Linked DNA regions of Xenopus laevis: region 2 is linked to region 1. The links are chromatin contacts, called in public Hi-C maps. All regions are on one chromosome and are shown on one strand. The core of a region is the stretch at or near the end of the contact, and the rest is flanking DNA. Distances in the headings are between cores, read along the strand shown.

Region 1 (7,547 bases), core at 3,557-6,056:
AATTGTCGTCTCTCTTGCCCATAGCCTTAAGTTTTAACAGGGTTATATAGAGTTGATGGAATACTTTGTATTGAATTAGTTTGTCTCTCACTGATATTAAACTAGTATATATTGTCTCCGTAGTTTCATCCCAGTCTTCCTGTTTGAGCTCTGGTATCTGCAACTGTAATTTATTTTGTGCAGTGCGGAATGGAGGGGGGATACTTGCTAATAAATTGTGATAAAGTCTGGACATTAGCTTTGTGGGCTGTTCTACAGATACGGACTCCTCCAGTGGCAGTGAAGGAGTTAGGCGCATGGGGTCTTTTAAAGCTGTTTCAAGCCTTGACATCTGTGGGGTATAGTGATGGAGGATGGTAATTTGCCCATATCTGAGAGTTTGTAGTAGGGTAGGTTATTTAAGCTTTCTAAGGATCCTGCTATATTGCCTTGTAATGCCATGCAGGGATTGTATGGATCAGGGTGGAACCACCAATGCATGTAATAAATTTGGGATGCTAAGTAATATAATTAGGTTGGGTAGGGCTAGGCCTCCATCTTCTTTTTCAGCCTTCAGTTTTTCCAAAGCAATTCTCTGCACTTTTTGCTGCCATATAAAGGGGAGAATCAGACGATTGATTTCTTTAAATACAGTCTTGGGGATTTAAATGAGGCATTGTGGAGGTGGTATAATATAAGAGTTTAGGAAGTTATATCATCTTAATGAGATTTATTCTCCCCCATAATGTGAGGGGAAGGTTCACCCAGTTTTGGAGGTCAGCCTCAAGCTTTGAAATTATCGGGTTGGTCTGTACAAATCTGGTGGGGTCCGCTTGTACATTGAGTCCAAGGTAATACTCCAAACTGTCCCACTGCCCTAAGCAGGGTTGCTAGAGAGTCCTGGGTGTCAGCTAGGTATATTAGTAAGTCATCCGCATAGAGGGATATTTTCTTGGTAAGTGGTTTGAGGGTTAGACTAGTGATCTGTTGCGATTCACGAATGGCTATGGCCAGGGGTTCAATGGCCAACGCAATCCATACCCTGACCCTTGCCGTTGCTGTTGGTATAGTAACTGTATCCATTTAATAAAATGGTCTACCAGGTTGAATCTGTGCAGCGTCTCCCAGAGATATGGCCATTCTAAAGAATCAAATGCTTTGGAGGAGTCTAGGGAGGCCACTGCCCTTGTATGTTGTATCTCTATGTAGGTATGTAGTCTCCTAAGATTAATATTAGTGTATCTGCCTGGCATAAAACCAGATTGATCTGGGTGAACTAGATCTGTGATATATCTTTGGATTCTTTTAGCTTTTAGCCTTGTATTTTTGCAAGGATTTTGGCATCCGTGTTTATAAGAGAGATAGGTCGGTATGAGCTGCATTGTGAAGGTTCTCTGCCTGGTTTGGGGACCACTATAATGAGGGCCTCACTGAATGAAGGGGGAAGCGAGCCTACCTCAAACAAGGCTTGCAGGGTAGACCATAACATGGGGGGGCATGTTGCTCCTCCAGGGTCTTGTACCAGTTCGCTGGGAGGCCATCGGGTCCTGGAGTTTTGTTTGACGGGAGAGAAGCTATAGCTTCTTTGACCTCTTCCACCTTTATAGGTTGATTTAGAGCCAGCTGAAAGGGTCGGGATGGGAATACTATATAATAAGGGTCCGTGTAAGTTTCTTAAGTGGGGTGTAGTAGTTTCATATAGGTCACGATAGTATGTTGCAAATTCCTCCACTATTAACTTTGGGTCAGTGACCTCCACTTTATCAGTCCCCATTATAACTACCGTTGTGGGGCACTGTGCTTTTGCAAAATATGCTAACATTTTTCCATTTTTGTCATTTCAAAATATCTTTGTGATAGGTATAGGAGGGCTTTCTTTGTTAGTAAGGTATGTTGTCTCTCTAGGGTGTGGCGTTTTTCTAATAGAAGCGCGGGCAACTCCGGTGAGGGGTTAGCGATGTGGTCATTTTCTACCTGTAAAAACTTCTGCCTCTGCTTGTTCTACACTTTCTCTTGCTTGACGACGGGCTTGTCGTATCGCCCTGGCTAGAACCCCCCACATTACTGCTTTAGAGGTGTCCCAGAGGACGACCTGAGAGGCCAACTCAGTATTCATTTCCCTGTGGTTGGCATAACCCTCTGAGTTGGCTGTTTGTACTAGTTCATTGCTCAACCAGAGAGGACCTAGAACTTGTTGGGGATGACCAACGATGGCATAGCAGGAGTGGGGAGTGATCAGAGAGGATTCTAGGAAGGAACTGCACCTTGTCAATGAGGGGAAGTATATCACTAGTAACTAGTACAAGAGGGGGGTTGTGGGTGCACTCCTAAGGCCATATAAAAAATATTTAAATACAATAATCCCCTGTCTAAAAAAAGAAAAACAGGGTTTTTTGTTACAAAGTTATGATCATAAAATTGGTAAGCCGCCATACCACGTCAAGGTAAACCCCATACAGCAGTCCCTAACCTGTTTACCTGTGATCAAAAGCCGCATATGCAGGTGGGAGGATCTAGTCCAGATTGAAACCAAGGTTTTAAATTTTGATCACAGGTAAACAGGTTAGGGACCGCCGTATGGGGTTTACCTGACGTGGTATGGCGGCTTACCAATTTTATGATCATAACTTTGTAACAAAAAACCCTGTTTTTCTCCTTTTAGACAGGGGATTATTGTATTTAAATATTTTTTATATGGCCTTAGGAGTGCACCCACAACCCCCCTCTTGTACCTGAAATGTAGCCAGAAGCTGTGGCTGAGCTTCATGTGGTTAGTGCACCCTCATACCCACCCCCTTAAATTAACGGTGGCCCTATGTCCTTGTTGTTTTTGATTAATCCTTGGTTTGGGCAATTTTTCTCCCTTAAAAGCCACAAATGCTAGCGGCTGGGGAGGCTTTGGCCTTTTTATTACCAACGCCTGTGAGACACTCATTATATTTGCTGCACTTATCACTAGGTAACACTTGCACAGACCCACACACATTACACCTATCACACTCCACATTTAGCTTTTCCTTTTTCATCTCCCTCTAAATCTATACTCACACCTGTACTTATACTTATACTCACACACATACACACACAAGTGTGCACTTATATATACAACTTTACTTTTCCTTCATTATAGTCTCTTCACAATCACATTTTTTTTTTTTTTTTTAAATGGACGTTGGTCTGGGCAGTCTCCCCTTCAAAAGCCGCATATGCAGGTGGCGGGGGAGGATCTAGTCCAGATTGAAACCAAGGTTTTAAATTTTGATCACAGGTAAACAGGTTAGGGACCGCCGTATGGGGTTTACCTTGACGTGGTATGGCGGCTTACCAATTTTATGATCATAACTTTGTAACAAAAAACCCTGTTTTTCTCCTTTTAGACAGGGGATTATTGTATTTAAATATTTTTTATATGGCCTTAGGAGTGCACCCACAACCCCCCTCTTGCACTAGTAACTAGTGCCAAGTCAATTCTTGAGAAGGACTGATGTGTGGTCGAGTGGCAGGAGTACTCTCTTAGCTCTGGGTGCTTCCATCTCCAGCAGTCTAGCAATTGAAATGCTTCCGCCCATTGAGCTAGTTTGGTAGGACCTGTGTCTTGTGACTTAAGACGGTCTATCTGAGGGTCCATTGTGGAGTTAAAGTCCCCTAGTATACACATAGGCCCAGGAGGAAAATTTGCTAATTTAGTAGTGATCTGTTCTAGCAGTGCCCCTGTATATGATGGGGGCATAAAAATATGGATAATTGTGATGGGCTTATTATCAAGTGTGCAGCTTAGTATAATATAATGCCCATAGTGGTCAGTGATAACCTGCATTAGTGAAAATACTATATTTTTTTAAATCAAAATAGAAACCCCTCTTGCATGTGTAGAGAATATGGAGTTGTAGGACCACCCCACCCAAGGTCTTTTAAGGGAGAGTACTTTTTGACCTGTAATTTGGGTTTCTTGTAGAAGAAGAATAGAAGGCAAATGTTAATGAAGTTAAACATAAGACTACGTTTGAATTTGGAATTGAGACCCCCTAATGTTCCATGAAATTATGTTATAGGTTGACATGGTAAAAAATGCATAGGTGATTTACCAGTATGGGTCTTGGTGTCTGTAACATGGGAGCACACAGCAACACGATGCTTATGGTGAAGATAAAGGTAAACACATAGAACATACAACACCCCAACATTTCCCATTTTCCCTTCCTACCCACCCCCCAACATGGGTGGGTCTAGTACCCATAACGTAAGTTGGTCAGTGACTTGGTGCGTGGCCCTTTATCACTGGAACCGTTACGTTGTTATGAACAATTATAGTTCCCTTCCGACCCAGATGTGCCATGGATTAGTGGTCTGACCTAGTAGCGGACCGGCCCGTTCTCATGGTTACATAACCCCTGGCATAGAAGAATAGTTGGGTACCCTGATTTCATGACATATTACCTTCCTGTTGTACCTCAAATGAAGGATAGCATCAGGGAATACCGCAGTGTTGGAAAGTAATAGCAGTTCAGGATCCTCAGACCTCATGTGAAAATAGTGGGCAACTTGGGTTGTTAAGTTTAGTTAGATTGTGACTGAAGAATTAGTCACGCCTAGGAATGTTATTTGGGGCTGGTCTTCATCTCTGCTGGAGCTGTAAAATGTTTCTGACCGCCTTCAATAATCCGCAGCTTGGCTGGAAAAAGCATACAGAATTGGAGCTGTGCACCTCGCTGCCGTCTTTTGACTCCCCGGAAGCTCGCTCTTTGTTTCTGAACAGCCGCAGAGAAGTCTGGGTAAAATGGGATCCTCGAGCCATTGTGTTAAATTTCTCCTTTTTGTCGGGCGGCTATAAGGATCACGTCCCGGTCTCTGTAGTTGAGGACCTTGAACAAAAAGGGCCTTGGTGGGGCACCTGGCGGGGTTGCCCTATTTGGGACTCTGTGGGCCCTTTCCACTACAAAATTAGTGGAGAGAGTGTCTGCCCCTAGTAGACCTTGCAGCCAGGTTTCCATAAATAGTTCGGGGTGTTGGCCCTCTGACCTTTCTGGCAGCCCGACGATTCGGACATTATTTCGCCTGTGCCTGTTTTCCAGGTCATCTATTTTTTTTCCAAGGCAGACTGGAGTTGTTGTTGTACTGTTTGAATTCTGCAATGGAGACACTTGGTCCTCAAGGGTAGAGACCCTGTTTTCCACTTCTGTTGTTCTCTCTCGCTACATTTTGTAGGTCTTGTCTCAACAGTGAAATATCTTCTTTAAGGGCCTCAAGTTGGGCTGTAGCAGATGTGCGATTTTCCAATACTGCTCCCAGAAGTTCTGTTAGCGATGGTTCTCGGGGAGTCATGACAGCTTGTATTGCAGGAGGTGGAGACTCTTGACTACTGTCTGTGATGGCACACTGGAGCGGAGTTGCTGGGAACTGCAAGAAATTACATAAACATTTCTAACTGTTCTGCAGGGTGTGTCATTGGTCCCAAAGATGCAAGGGAAGCTCTTGAAAGTTTTGGCTGATAACTAGCCACTTTCTTCTCCTGTTTACATGTTTCTACCCAATTCCATTCTTATCATCTATTTTACTTTTTCTGTTCCCCTATCCCTCTGTTTTCTCCTTTCATGCATTTCTCCTGCCCAATATGCACATTTTCTTCCCTTGCTCCTCCTTCACCGTTTCAAATTGCACCTTCTCCTTATGCCTTGTATATTCTTCACTTTTGTCCTAATCTACTTCCATTCTTTCTCTCTTGTTCCCCATTTTCTTTTTTTCCTCCCTTTTCTTTTCGACTCTCTCTCTTTTCCATAGTTCATGCCTTTTCCTTCTTTTCTAACCCCCTTGTTTTTAGATAAATTTTTAGCTTTTCGTTCACAATTTTATATTCCATTACACATTACATCAGTTTCCTTATGCATAAGCAATGACTCCCATTCACTGACATCTAAATCCAAATTGATTATTAGTGTCACCAATAATCATACAATGCTTTTATGTGACATCCAACAGCAACTGTGTTCCATAGCTGGGTATTACTGCAACAAAAACATGTTTTCAAGGCTTTTTCTCTAATATGTGGAAGATTGTAAGCACAGTTAAAAATAATTAGCATTTTTATTCAGTTCAGTGTATATTTTGGGTTGGAAACATCGAAAGCACTTGACTCTAACCATCCAAACTCATTCCCCTGAGGCTAATATGTTTACATTTTTTCACCATAAACAAAATCAGGAGATGGGAGAAAGTTCAGAATTATATCCTTATGGGCAGTTAATGCAGTTTGTTGTGAATGTGAAGCTATAATCAACATCCGTCCCCTTCAGGCTTGATGCTTAAACTGGAAGACAAGATTAAAGTTACTCATACTTGTCCATATAAGATCAATGTGCCTGTCATTAGTAACTGAAGAACTGTGCTTAATTGAAGGTCTTATTACATAGAATTGGTCCCAAGGGACAATGGCTCATCACATATGAGCATACAGCGCGGTTCAAACTGATCTCTCTATTATTATATACTAGCACTGTTCTTTTCTAAAGTACTCGTTTTTTTAAGCATTAAACAAAATGAATCACTAAAAACGAATAAGGAAATATGATCCAAAGGTTTTGGTATTGCTAGATACCAGTGTTGATGGTGGCAGATTAAATGAGAAAAAGATTGAGGTTAGGTATGGCAAAAAACATTTGTGAATACTGTCTTATAGGCATAGTTTACAGGCATAACCAAGAATGTCTAGTTTTCAAATGCTGCCCAGTTTTGCTGCTGCTTTGCCCAAAATGTGTACAGTTAAGCTGAACTGTTTCCATTATTCCATGATGGCACCATTTTACTTACACACTGATTCTTTTAGGGTTTTAATTGACCAAAGAACAGATTTTAGGTAATATCTAATGTAGTGTAGGATAGGAATACATTTTCCTGTATCTCCAACATTTTTCAAACCTGTTTGGGTACATAGTTACATAATTAATTTGGGTTGAAAAAAGACAAAAGTCCATCAGGTTCAACCCCTCTAAATGATGCCCAGTGCGTATATATATATATCTATCTATCTACTTTTATCAAATTATTAATAGCACTGTAAAGGTACAACAGACATGGCTGATGTAAAAGAAACAATTATAAAACAAGACATAATATAACTTGATGAATGTTAAAGGTATATCGAATAATCTGCAATCGTACAATGAGAAATAAAATTTAAATTAACTGACTGTAACAATCTCGTTATCAGAACCTTGCGTGATGATGAGTACACTCAGTTGCACAGGAAAACCCTGCAGTCTCCAGTGATCACCGACGCCCTTTTGGGGCCCCGGGCTTCTGCTGCGGAAAACCAACAAGGAAGTGCAGATCTATAGCAAACAGTCCGAAAACAAGGTACCTGCAAGCATTTAGGAAAGACGTAGTCAAACAGGCGAAGAATCAGAGGCAAGCGTCAGGAATCGTAAACGAGAGTTAGGCAGAAGTCAAAAAACCAGATAGACCAGATAGAATCAGATATAAGCAGGAGCAGTAAACTGAAGCCTAGCTTGGGCACTCACAAAATGGAGGACTGGAGCTTTAAAGGCAGTTTGGCACTAAATTCAAATCCGGCG
Region 2 (7,547 bases), core at 3,235-5,734, 120 kb after region 1:
AAGGGTTTGGATGTGTTTCTTGCAAAAATTGTTGGGTTTCAGAAAAATTAACAAAGGAATGCTGGATCCAGATTATCCCTAATTTAAAGTAAAAAGAATAAAATACTTTTCTTTCTAAGGAAATCTCATGTTGAACTACATTTCATAATGCAATAAGATTAGATATCAGTGCCAGATCAAAGCTGTTTGAATCTGTGTTTAGAAGATTTCACTGGTGTACACAGTCCTCTTTGTTTGGTATAAATATACCATGGAATAATATATGAAAAAAAAAATACATGCACTTTTCAAGAAATGCCAGAGGCAGAATATACACAACCTGCTCAGCACAAGTGACATGGGTAGACAATGAAGATTAATACAAATAGCAGCCAGTGTGGCCTTATGAAGCGCACATCATACCAGCTAAATTTTAAGGGAAAATATACCCCATAGTTTATTCATTTCATGTAATAAAAAGTACATATACACTATCTGAACTCCCAGGCATAAATATAAATGTTTGTTTTTAAAAAAACAAAACTGATTCCAGAGATTGAAAGGAAAACATGATAGTCTTGTCTGTGTTTGCTGGGATCAGTAACCCTTACCCTCTGAGGTTCAGAATGCAATGCAGCCCCTCCTTCCATTGTAAAATGATGAATTTTAGGGATTTTAAGTCCATGACTTGAAGTGGGTGGTACATGTATTCTCTGGAAAGCTAAGGGACTTCAAGTCTCATAATCCATCACTTCACAATGAAACAAGGTGAAGAAGGAGGACAGAAGGACAATATGCAGGATGACTGCCAATGTGCAATTTATTGCTATCCACACGACATGTTTCGGGCGTCACAGACCCTTTTTCACACTTGAAAAAGGGCCTGTGACGCCCGAAACATGTCGTGTGGATAGCAATAAATTGCACATTGGCAGTCATCCTGCATATTGTCCTTCTGTCCTCCTATTTGAATTTACATTGGTATATGTAGGTGCATGGACGGAGCACCTGAGAGACAGTTGGACTAGCTACACTACGCTTACAGGTGTGTAAATTAATGATTGAAAGGTGAAGAAGGAGTTGGAACACTCCCCCCAGAGTCGGACTGGGCCAACATTATACCGGGTAAAAACCTGGTGGACCCCGGCCCTCATGGGTCCCCGCCAGCCCAGACTTGCTCCCTAATCAGCTGGATTATCGTTGAAGATTGGAGGTTGGGAGGGGGTCCCCGGTGACTGCCAGGAGGGACCTTCGCTTGCAGTCCTGGTGGGCCCGGAATGCGCCAGTCCGACCCTGACTCCCCCTTCCTACAAGTTGCACTCCTCACCCCATAATTCATCAGATATCCAGTGACCCTGTACCCTGGACCCTGGCCCACCATTGCAGTACATTGCACAGCCCTCCAGTCTAATATACATTTCCCAGTGCCAGTGCCCCTTCTTACACCTCTCTGTACCACCATGCCTTTATATGCCCTGCAACATCCAAATGCAAAACAACCAACACAGTATCCTTAGCTGTACAGCATGTCACACATAATCTCATGACTTTCATGTTCTTTATTGAATGTATACAGTAAACATATCTAGAATCTCTGTCATCCATGACTGGTTACGGTTTCCTGGCAAGTCAGTGATTGTGCACAAATTGATAAGGAGAATGATGAAAATGCTAATGCTTCATATAGTCTCAACAATAAGGGTGGTATTTCAAGCTATGGTTACTCATATCTAATCCAATGTATTCATTGGTTACATTATAGTACACGGCCACCAATTCAAATACTTTAGTCATACCTCCCAACTGTCCCGTTTTTGAAAGCTCAACCCGCAGACCCGGATTGTTACTGAAATGTCCCGACTTTCTCTTTGATTTCCTGCACTGAACAGCCAGAAAAATATACAAAGCTTCTAAAATGTAATTAAATAAAAGGCTTTTGGCAGAGAGTCCAGAATACTCAGCAGGTGCACTTAGATACATGTGTAACAATTTAATATACAATTGTAACAATTTAAGATAAGCAGGCCACTTTGGGAAACTATGACTTGCAGCTTAAAGGGCAATTCACTTTCATTAGCAAAACTGTAATAACACCTAAAACCTGCAATTCCCAGAAATGTGTTCAAACTTTCCATAATCTGTCAAATTTTGTAAAATGGAGGTATTTAGGGGGTCTGCCCATATAATGGGCGTGGTCAAAAATGTTTGCGGCAGATCTTTTTTCCCTCTTTCTATTTTTCAAATGTTGGGAGGTATGCTTACTTAAAATATCAATAAAACTGCCAGTTAAGACCAGTAAACAAGCCCCAAAGACATCGCTGTTGACACAGCATAGTGTCATGTACATTAGGCCTGTACATTTTTCAGACTGCTACATAAAGTAAGGAAATCCAAACTAAGGCAAGAACAGTTTCTATTGATACTTTTTCACTAAGACAATGTTAATACAGTAAGGAGTAAAGCATCCTATTTGAAAGGGATGGTTCAACTCTACATTAACTTATAGTATGTTATAGAATGGCCAATTCTAAACAACTTTTCAACTGGTCTTTATCATTTGTTTTTTAAATTACTTGCCTTTTTCTTCTGACTCTTTCCAGCTTTCAAATGGTGGTCACTGACTGCATCAAATTCTTTGTAAGGCTACAAATGTGTTGTAACTGCTACTATTTATTGTTCTTCTTTCTATTCAGGTCATCTCCTATTCATACCCCAGTCTCTTGATCAAATGAATACATGGTTGCTAGGGTAAACTGGACCCTAGCAACCAAATTGCCAAAACTGCAAATGAAGAGCTACTGTATAAAAAGTCAAAAACGACAAATAAAAAAGTAAAAAAACAGTTGCAAATTGTCTCACAGTATCCATCTCTACATCACACTAAAAGGTGCACAACGTCTTTAGAACTTTATGGTGGGACTTCATATAACCTTATAATTTACAACAGGGGCATGTAATTCAATATATTATATATGACTGCTAGTTTTGGACTTTAGACAAAGTGAGCAGAACATTTATTAGCTATATACACCTGTGCTTGAAGTTACGTAACCTGTTGGTTTGTGGCCTCATCATGCTATCCTCTAGCTTTAGCTGAACTGCATCATCGACACACTCTGACACATAGTCGAGAGATGCAGTTCAGCTGTTAGAACACAATATTTCTTTATTGTTTATAATGCAAGGGATGACTCACCTGCCATATAGTTTTATATTTATCCCCATCTGTTTTCAATAATATAAATACAACAAAAGTGCAACCTGCAGACATATGTTTATTATATTCATTTTCTAGAGTTATTAATAAAAGATTCAGTCCAAGTACTGTTGCAGACATACATATAAAGGCGACTTTTTGGAAGAATAAAGAAATGGCAGTCTATTTATTAAAAAGCATACAGTCTTTTCTGTGGAATGGATAAATCCTATGAGAAGAAGGTACTTTGTATCTTTCCCTGTCTGCATACAATGCTGGAAAACATCACTGTTTCTGGGTTAATACAGCCAAGAGAGATCATATTCAAACAAAGAGAGACAGCCTGTCAGTGAAATTCAGTGACAGGGGTCTCTCAGTTTGTGACCTTAACAACTATAACGGACTCTCCCGTGTTTAAAATGAAATTCTCTGAGCTCTCCATCTGAGAACCCTCCAAAAACACAGAAGGCTCACAAAACCAAACTGAGACCCCCCTCAGCGGACAGAGACGCTCTTCCTCAGACTGAAAGCCGCTGCACTTACATAGATTGTCTCCCTAAAATTGACACCCCCTCCACTGACAAACTCTGAGACATGAAGCAAGCAATCTGTCTACCCCTCCCCCTGTGCAAAAACCTCTCATAACTTAGCATTCCTCCTACATACTCCATGATTTCCAGTCTCTATCCAACTAATCATCATACACTGCCAGTACATACCCCCCCTAGTAATGGTTTGCCCCATATACCCTATTGTGGTACCCCAGTCATTGGCACTATTAGGGCACTGTCCATTACCAACTACAAGGGGGTGCTCAGTTTCTTAACAACCTGCCAAATGCAAAGACTACAACACTATCCACCCTACTCACCCAATATCCCCCACATTCCTAGCCATTATATGGTTACTTGTTGCCCACAACTTCCTGCACACCTTTACCCCTTCCAGTCTATTGCTCTATCCCATGCCAAGCATTTTCCCAGTACTCACCCTTTCCGTCTGCCTTTCAGTCAGAGAGACCTAAGACCTAAAATAGTCCCCCTTAGGTAGGACAGGAAAAACACCTATAAAAAACACCTCCCACCCTACAAGTGTTTTTTCCTGTCTTACCTTTGGTAGGTAATGTTTGTTATGTTCTATAAGGGGCTCAGTGCAGTTCCCTTACTTTCCTAGCGTGGTAAAGAAGTTTGTGTATATTTACATACCTGTTATTTGCCCAGTGGGTTCTGGCAGGCTTTCCAATGCAATATAAGTCCTACCCATATCAGAGGATCGCTGCAGCACCAGTCAATTCCTCAGGTCCCTCTTATTGTGTCTTTTACCCAGTGACACTGCTTGTGCAGCACGAGCCGAGAGGTGATTTTTTTTCCTGCTCGCTAGCATGCTGTGCAGAGGGGGCGGAGCTCCAGTTAGAGTCCCGGGCCAGTGAGGAGTGGCAGTTCTCCTTCACTTTACTCAGCTTCAGAAGTGCAGGAGAGAGGATTGATTTCTGCTGTGGTCAACGTTGCTTTGGGTGTGAGCTGCATAATAAGATTATTTTTATTAATTTTGTTATTAATTATGATTAGTATTTGGGTGGAGCTGTGACCCTAGATTCATTTGGTGGCTGTAAACGCGTGTCTGCTTCTAGAGCCAGTGGGGATGTATCGTAGTAAATTACGTTGAAAAAAAGACACACGTCTTCAAGCTTTCAACTCTATATATAATCTGCCTAACTGCTAGTTGATCCAGAGGAAGGCAAAAAAATCCCATTTGAAAATGAAATTTGAAAAATTCCTTCCTGACTCCAGACTAGTCCCTGGATCAACTTGTACTATGAGCTATCTCCCATAACCCTGTATTCCCTCACTTGCTTAAAAGCCATCCAACCCCTTCTTAAAGCTATTTAATGTATCAGCCTCTACGACTGATTTAGGGAGAGAATTCCACATCTTCGCAGCTCTGGCTGTAAAAAAACAATTTCTGAATATTTAGGCGGAACCTCTTTTCTTCTAATCGGAATGGGTGACCTTGTGAGGATCCCCTTATATATTTATACATAGTTATCATATCACCCCTTAACTGCCTATTCCCCAGGTGAGCAACCCCAATTTGGCCAGTCTATTTCTTTTTTCTATTTCCTTTTTTCCTCATAACTAAGATTTTCCATACCTTTTACCAGTTTAGTTGCCCTTCTCTGTACCTTCTCTAATACAATAATGTCCGGTTTGAGCACTGGAGACCAAAACTCTACAGAATATTCTAGATGGGGCCTTACCATGCTTTATAAAGTGGAAGAATGACCCCCTCCTCCCGTGAATCAATGCCCCTTTTAATACAGTTCAAGACCTTATTTGCCCTTGATGTTGCTGACTGGCATTGCTTGCTACAGCCAAGTTTTTATCTACAAGGACACCTAGGTCCTTTTCCATTATGGAAGGTTCCCCTTCCCACTTGTATAATTGTACACGTATTTATTGAATTGTATCATTCCTGTCTCTCTAGATCAGTGATCCCCAACCAGTAGCTCGTGAGCAACATGTTGCTCTTCAACCTCTTGGATGTTGCTCCCAGAGGTCTCAAAGTAGGCGATTATTTTTGAATTCCAGGTTTGGAAGTAAGTTTTAATTGCATAAAAACTAAGTATATTGCCAAGTAGAGCCTCCTGTAGGCTGCCAGTCCACATAGGAGCTACCAAATAGCCAATCACAGCACTTATTTGGCACCCCAAGGGACTTTTTTATGCTTGTGTTGCTCCCCAAATCTTTTTACATTTGAATGTGGCTCGTGGGTAAAAAAAGTTGGGGATCCCTGCTCTAGATCATACCTCCCAACATTTGAAAATCAGAAAGAGGAATGAAAAATTCTGCCGCACACAGCACTGCAAATTTTTTTGTCCACACCAATTTTGCGTTCACACCCCTACATACATGTCCATTTGAAAAATTTGGCAGGTTATGGAAAGTTTGAACACATTTCTGGGGGTTTTAGGGTCAGGTTTTATGTGTTGTTACAGTTTTGCTAATGAAGGTGAATTGCCCTTTATGGGCAAGGTCACACGTGGCGTTTTTATGTTGCATTTTTAAAAACGTGCAGCCGAGCACAAAATTGAGCCCTATTGAAAATAAAGAAATACACCCGATAGCAATTCCCAAAGGGACCTTGCAAGCCAACATCCTCCATGCAATGCCAGTTTTTCAGAAGAAACGCCAATAGGACAAGGAAAAGCCATATTTTGAACTCAATGGGATCAGCAGGGGCTTTCTTTCCTAGCAGGTGAATTAGAACTCACTCAAATAAATGATTTCAGTACAAACAGAATATATACAAAATAACTGCCTTTTGCACACATCCTGCATGTAGAGTGTGATGTCTGGTGATTTTAATAGAGTGAGCTCTAATACAGTACATCTTCTAGGCAAAAGGAGCCCCCCATAACATATATTGGCTCCAACTGTCAATGCATATCTGACACCCAACTGCTGCATGAATACAGAATGAAGTGTAACAGATGCTGAGAGAGGGAAAGTGAAGATAAACTTGACTATTTCAGAAACAATGCAGAATATTTAATTGATTACATTTAGAAAGTTTCAGTATGATGAAGCTTATATTACATTTTCATTCTTGTTATAGTTCCCCTTTAAATAGCAACAATTGTTTCTTTGCCTATTTTAAATAGTTACAAATGTATTTCAGTGCAGGTGCTGAGTATTCTGGGCTCTCTGACAAAAAGCCTCTTATTTAAAGGGATACTGTCATGGGAAAAAAAAAAATTTCAAAATGAATCAGTTAATAGTGCTGCTCCAGCAGAATTCTGCACTGAAATCCATTTCTCAAAAGAGCAAACAGATTTTTTCATATTCAGTTTTGAAATCTGACATGGGGCTAGACATATTGTCAATTTCCCAGCTGCCCCAAGTCATGTGACTTGTGCTCTGATAAACTTCAATCACTCTTTACTGCTGTACTGCAAGTTGGAGTGATATCACCCCCTCCCTCCCCCCCCCCCAGCAGCCAAACAAAAGAAGGTAACCAGATAACAGCTCCCTAACACAAGATAACAGCTGCCTGGTAGATCTAAGAACAGCACTCAATAGTAAAAACCCATATCCCACTGAGACACATTCAGTTACATTGAGAAGGAAAAACAGCAGCCTGCCAGAAAGCATTTCTCTCATAAAGTGCAGGCACAAGTCACATGACCAGGGGCAGCTGGGAAATTGACAAAATGTCTAGCCCCATGTCAGATTTCAAAATTGAATATAAAAAAATCTGTTTGCTCTTTCGAGAAATGGATTTCAGTGCAGAATTCTGCTGGAGCAGCACTATTAACTGATTCATTTTGAAAAAATTTTTTTTTTCCCCATGACAGTATCCCTTTAAATAAGAG

Evidence for each region. Hi-C and Micro-C count contacts between places; a contact is called where the count stands out from the background.
Region 2: a Hi-C map of the XL177 cell line shows a contact between it and region 1, with 3 times the contacts expected there. The contact joins the promoter of gcgr.L here to the enhancer-like site in region 1. A contact is called at or near these places in 2 of 4 Hi-C or Micro-C datasets (the XL177 cell line and the XTC cell line).

What each region holds. Positions count from the first base shown.
Region 1 is chr9_10L:29,013,720-29,021,266 of Xenopus_laevis_v10.1, forward strand. No RefSeq gene overlaps it. Among protein-coding and RNA genes, the nearest start is that of mcrip1.L, 17 kb to the left of the region's middle. Within about 2 kb of position 4,807, at least 1 of the 7 cell types and tissues checked has an H3K27ac peak or open chromatin away from gene starts, as enhancers often do.
Region 2 is chr9_10L:29,130,054-29,137,600 of Xenopus_laevis_v10.1, forward strand. It overlaps gcgr.L (glucagon receptor L homeolog), which reads right to left and starts at 4,485. Exons shown (of 14, transcript NM_001085752.1): 1 at 4,381-4,485.